2 separate regions of the Phocoena phocoena genome follow, and region 1 is linked to region 2. A link is a contact called in public Hi-C data. All regions are on one chromosome and are shown on one strand. Each heading gives the region's core, a stretch centred on a gene start, on an enhancer-like site or on the middle of the called end of the contact. The rest is flanking DNA. Distances are from core to core; before and after follow the strand shown. Region 1 holds the start of AP3S1 (adaptor related protein complex 3 subunit sigma 1). Region 2 holds the start of TMED7 (transmembrane p24 trafficking protein 7).

Evidence for each region. A called contact is a pair of places that touch in the nucleus more often than the background predicts.
Region 1: a Hi-C map of lung shows a contact between it and region 2, with 12 times the contacts expected there. The contact joins the promoter of AP3S1 here to the promoter of TMED7 in region 2. A contact is called at or near these places in 2 of 2 Hi-C or Micro-C datasets (kidney and lung).

The regions. Positions count from the first base shown.
Region 1 is chr3:95,586,072-95,588,771 of mPhoPho1.1, forward strand. AP3S1 (adaptor related protein complex 3 subunit sigma 1) reads left to right here and starts at 1,344. Exons shown (of 6, transcript XM_065873129.1): 1 at 1,344-1,574. The coding sequence starts at 1,506. It overlaps ATG12 (autophagy related 12), which reads right to left and starts at 1,187. Exons shown (of 4, transcript XM_065873136.1): 1 at 840-1,187. The coding sequence starts at 1,002.
Region 2 is chr3:95,374,232-95,376,931 of mPhoPho1.1, forward strand. It overlaps TMED7 (transmembrane p24 trafficking protein 7), which reads right to left and starts at 1,346. Exons shown (of 3, transcript XM_065873544.1): 1 at 792-1,346. The coding sequence starts at 986.

The DNA of each region.
Region 1 (2,700 bases), core at 94-2,593, 210 kb after region 2:
GATTTCCCCCAAATGTAGAGGCAGTCTGACTTAAAAGGGGGACAGTGCTGGGAGAGACCATTATCCTCCACAGCAGCAGAAAGTGAAGATGGATGAAAGGGCATGATATCACTGAGCACAACATGAGAAAACGAATTCCTGATTTTCTCATAGGCAACTCTACATAGAGTGCTCCACTTAGGAATTACTGTATTTTACAATGGCGAATTAATTCTCAAGAAATAAAGGGTTGAGGACTAATTCTCAAGCAATAAAGGGTCCAGTTTAAGCAACGAAATGATTCATTTACAAAGATTCCAAAACAGTGTTTTTGTTTTTTTTTTTAAAAAAGGCGATGCCTCTGCCTTTAGTTTTCCCTTAGCAGTCTTCATACTGGGTAAAACCCCAGTTTTTTGGTCCAAGGTGTGAATTCACACTCATTTGGTATAAAAAACAGCGACCTAGTCGGAAGGTGTGGATGCTAATTCAGATTTGCCACAGACCATCCTTATCAGCTAAAATCATTATAAGTACTTGGAACTATCCAGATCCCACAGAGTTCCCACCTTCAAAGAGCTCTCAGTCTGGTCATTTCAAAGGAAGATAAGAGTACAGCGTAATAAATGCCGTGACATTCAAAAACTGGGTACCACACCGCGAAGGTGCGTCCAGAGATAGCTTTCTTTCGAGGCACTTAACCCAAACGTCTTAAAAGCCTCTCTCCTCTCTCCTGACTGGTCAAAAACCTCGTCTGGAACCGGCCCTCCTCTAAATTTTGTTTCTTTATTAGCCGCCATCCCTATTCGAAGACAACCTCAACCTCCCGTCTCTGCCCAGAGTGAAACTGCTCTGAAAATTACTTTTCTTCTTGGTGTCACCGGCAGGTTCTTCTGTTCCCGGAGAGACTGCAGCGGAAGAAGGGGGCTCCGGAGTGGCTGTTTCTGGGGAGACCTCCGTGGGTCCTTCACCTTCAGCAGCAATTGAGGGAGGAAGCTGCAGCGAAGACTCCGGTTCCTCAGCCATCTTGCTTGGAGGGAGGTGAGGGCGGAAGTGGTGGCTCAGCGCATACAGTGGGCGTGCTTTGCGCCGAAGAGCGGCGCTAGGGAGGTGCCGGAGTAGGGGCGGGGAGAACCCAAACCACCACTGAGAGTCGGAATTGCAGGTTGGTCCTCTGCGTCGAACCTGTTGCAGTCCCCTGACCGCTGATAGATCAACTACTGTTTCCCCGCCCCCCCAACAGCAAGTTTCCGGAAAAGGTCGGTAGGCAACGTCCCCGTGAGCCGCCGGGAGCGCAAGCGCCCCTATGCTTCGAGCTCCGGCCTGAAGCTGTTTCCGCTTCCCTCCGCGCCGACCCCGCCCAGGCCCCGCCCTATCCAAGCCCTGCCCCGCAGCTCCGGGGCGCGCGCGCGCGCGCGTGTGCGGGAGGGGGCGGGTGGGGAAGGATCGCCAGCGAGATCCCGAGGCGAGGCTCGCGCGCCCGCCCCCGCCCTGGCCCCCAGCTCCCACCCGGTCGGCCCGGCTCAGCCATGATCAAGGCGATCCTCATCTTTAACAACCACGGGAAGCCGCGGCTCTCCAAGTTCTACCAGCCCTACGTGAGTACCCCGCTGCAGCCGATTCGGGCTAGGGGGAGTCGCTGGCGGCCGGCGGCGCCCTCAGGACGACCCCCTCAAGCGCGCCGCGGCCCTTCTCGCGCCCCGGCCGTCTCGCGCTCCGGGCTGTCAGACTCCCGGTGGGTGTGCCGGGTGCCCACCTCCCGCCGCGCTCCCTTCCTCCGACGTGGCTCTGCCCAGGTGGCTCCTCCGCCTGTCTGTGAGCTGGGTGGCTTCCCGGCTGCGCGGGCGAGGCCCTGGAGACTTCCCTGTGCGGGGCCGAAGCCAGTCGGTCAGCCGCAGCCCCCCTGCGCCCGCGAGCCCACCCGGCGCTCTCGCCGATCTGCAGCCCGCGGCTTCTGTTAGCAGCCGAGGGAGACGGCGCGGAGCCGGTAGGTCTCGCAGCTCCACCTCCGTGACTCCCAGCCTTTCCTGGTGGACTTCTTTCTCTTCTCCTGTGGACGGATGGGCTACTGTTTTTCGCTGCCATCCTGTCGTCACGCAGGAACTTTGGTTTCCTGCGTTTGGAGACATGCACGCTCAGTACAGTCTCTCCAGTAGGTTGCCTTACGGGATCTACTGCCCCTGTGACTTTCAGGTGTCTCCTTTTTAACGAAAAAGATAAGTGAGGACCTAACGTTTTTATGTGGCTTTTCCCCCAGTGGCTGCAATTTATCTACTCCTGCAATAACTGGCGAGGATTGTAGTTTGACCAGTTAGAACTGTGATGCTATACCTGAAAGTTACCATTTCAGCGGCTGGTTTGGCATTTTTCTACGTAAGGGAGTTTGTCCTAATTTATAGTTTTTCTTTCTCCTTACGAAGAATAGTAATATCTGTTAAACTCTTTTAGAAGTGTAAATATTGTTGAAAAATGCAGAAGATTTTAAGGTAGTGAAGATAAGTAATTTATCAGTGTTTGAGGGAGGGTTACAGACAGATGTGCTTATCTGAGGGCAAAATTCACCACTATGTAGAACACAATATTAGGCTCTCAGTGGTGGGATTAATGTAATGTAAAGAGATAATACCTATTGCGTAGTATTGGGCATTTTGCTTAGAGCCAAAAAATGAGCTTTCAGCTAAATACTGAAAGTGTGGAAATCATTCCTGCTGTTAAAAATTAAAT
Region 2 (2,700 bases), core at 96-2,595:
TGACCAGACCGTATATCACCTATTCTCTGCTCTTAAAGCACAATTCTGATGAATGAACAGGTACTAATTAAGAAAAGAACCGTAGGATGGGTAGGGAATCAAGAATGATGGCAGCGACCCTATCTATTTTGTTCACTTCTCTATCACCAGCACCTAGTACTCAACAGCTGTTCAAACACGTTAAGTCTACCAACAAAAAAAGAAACAGTAAAGACTGTTCTAACCAATTTAAGAAACTACGTTCTGTTAAACAGGCACTTTTTATATAATCCCTCAAATGAAAAGGGGCTTCTCATTTATCACAGCAATTCCTTCTACAAATCCTTTGGCAGATGGTCATGCGGTCTGGAATAGAGCTCTTCCAACGACAGGAACCACATTAACCAATAATCCTAATATCAATGGAAAAACTGAAAAGCAACTGAGTTAGATACCGGCAGCACTTGAAATCTGATTAAAGTGGAGGTGCGGATTAGACAGCGGCGGACTGACGTTGGGCACTATGGAACAGGAATACATTTTTCTTTTAAAAGGAAACTCTTAAAGAAGAAAGTTCAAAATGACGGACATTAGAGAAAAGACGGAAAAATCACAGCCACAGGAAGCATTTCTGGAATTTATATACCTTAACATCTGGTCTTAAATGTCTAATGCGCAAGGTTTCGGAGAGGAAAGCCAAATGGCCTGCATCAGCTACCTAGATGTGATTCCTGAATCAGCCAAAGAATGAGAAAACAGCCTTGACCCTGGAACCGCGAGCTGGGGCCCGCGACCGCCTGAGCTCGTAGTACCTGGAACTCGAGAGTGCACTTGGTGCCCTGCGTGATGTCCTCGTAGAAACACTGCTTGGCATTGTCGGGCAGCTCGAACGTGATCTCAGAGGCGCCGCAGGGCCCCGGCACCAGCAACAGCAGCAGCGCGAGCAGCCTACAGCCCCAATGGCCCGCGGCGGCAGCCCAGCGGTGCGCGGACCCCAGCCGGGGCATCCCGAAGCAGCGGCGGCGGCGGCCTCAACCGAGCTGCGGGGAGACGCGGGCTGACGTCTCCACGGACTCACGGCGCGCGGCAGGCCTCACCCCAAACGGCACCGCGAAGACGCACCGCAGAGTTGCTCCGAGCCCCGAGAGATTCGAGATGCGCAGCGAGTCGCTGGTTACAGGGTAGGGGTGCTGAGGGACCAGGGCCTAGACGCCAGAGCGAGCTGCGGAGCGCAAATAAAGACAGCAGAAAACAAGCGGAAAAGACTTGAGATAGCCGGAAGCTGGGACAAGAGACTGGGGAAAGAGGCGGGGCCTGAGGCACCTGCTCCAGCGACCCGGATGTGCTCTCCCCCGGCCGCGGGGAGAGACGTTGGAGTGAGTACGTGGAAGCTAGCAAGGCGTCAGCTAGGCCTCCGACAGCGCCTGGGCCGAGAGGCGTGGCCAGCATGGTGAACGTGGAGGGGCGGGGCGAGGAGAAGGGGTGTGGCCTGTGGTAGGAGCTGCCGGCCCGTGAGTGTTTCTGCCAGAGCTAAACGCTAGGGAGGCTCAGAGGGAGTGATGAAGAGCCGATATTGCTCTAGAGGGCTACTCACCGGTGGTAGAGCGCTTTGCAATTTGCAGAGAATTTTCTTGTAAATAATAAGTTTGGGGGGAAGCAGCTTTGCTAGGAGCGCGAATTCTGTGACCACCAGACTGCAGTTGTTCTAATCCCTACTCTGCTGGTTACTGGCTGTGTGACTTTAGACCAGCTACTTAACCTCTCTACTTCCATCTTTGAATCTGAAAAATGAGAAAAGTAATAGTACCTAACCCAGAGGGTTACTACAAGGCTTCACTATTTGAAAAAAACCCTAGAAGAGTGGTTGTCATACAGGAAGCATCATACAGTAAGCATGTATGTAGGAGCCAGGCAGGGAAGTCAGAGGGTGGTGGGAAGGCCGGGTGGGGAGGTGGAGGTGTTTGATGAGGGGGGTGATGAAGGACCTTTAATGGCCTCAGGTGCCCAAAGCCTCTGCAGGGGGAAAGGAGCCCCCAGGAGATGAGATTTGGGGGAGATTGCACCTTCCTGAGACCAAGTGAAACAGAGCAGGACCCTATGGGGCCTTCCCAGGACAGAAAACCCCATGCCCTAGCCGCCCCAACAGTGCCATGTCCTCAGCCTGCCTTTTGTATGTAGAAAAACTTTAGTCAAAGAATAAATTTAATCAAGAAGTGAAAAACTGCAGAAGCAAAAGAAAACCGTCAAACAAGACAAAACAGCAATAGTCATTAAACAATGTCAAGGACATTTAGTTCCTTCTCAAGGGCTATAGATAATATTCTGAGCCATATCCTTTGAGCAGCTGTCTTGTAGATAATGAAATCCCCACCAGGTGGAAGGAATTAACTACACGATGACCAGACTGTAGCCATGACATAAGCTACCACAATTCCGAGAACTGGCCTCAAAGAACTGGGAACAAACTGACCCTGGAACTGAAGACTAACTGTACTTAAAACAATCGAGGTGACACTGGTCAGACCACTGCATGACCAATTGCAGGACAACTGTCAGAGGTGACTGTGCTGTTTCTGCTTGTAGCCCCCTCCCTCCACCTATACACACCTGAAACTCCCCTTTAAAAGGTCTTGCCCACTGATTGATTGTCAGTGGAGAGTTGACCTTCGGCGGTTGCCGGCCTCTGAAATAAAGCAGGCTTTCCTTTCCAACCAATCTTGC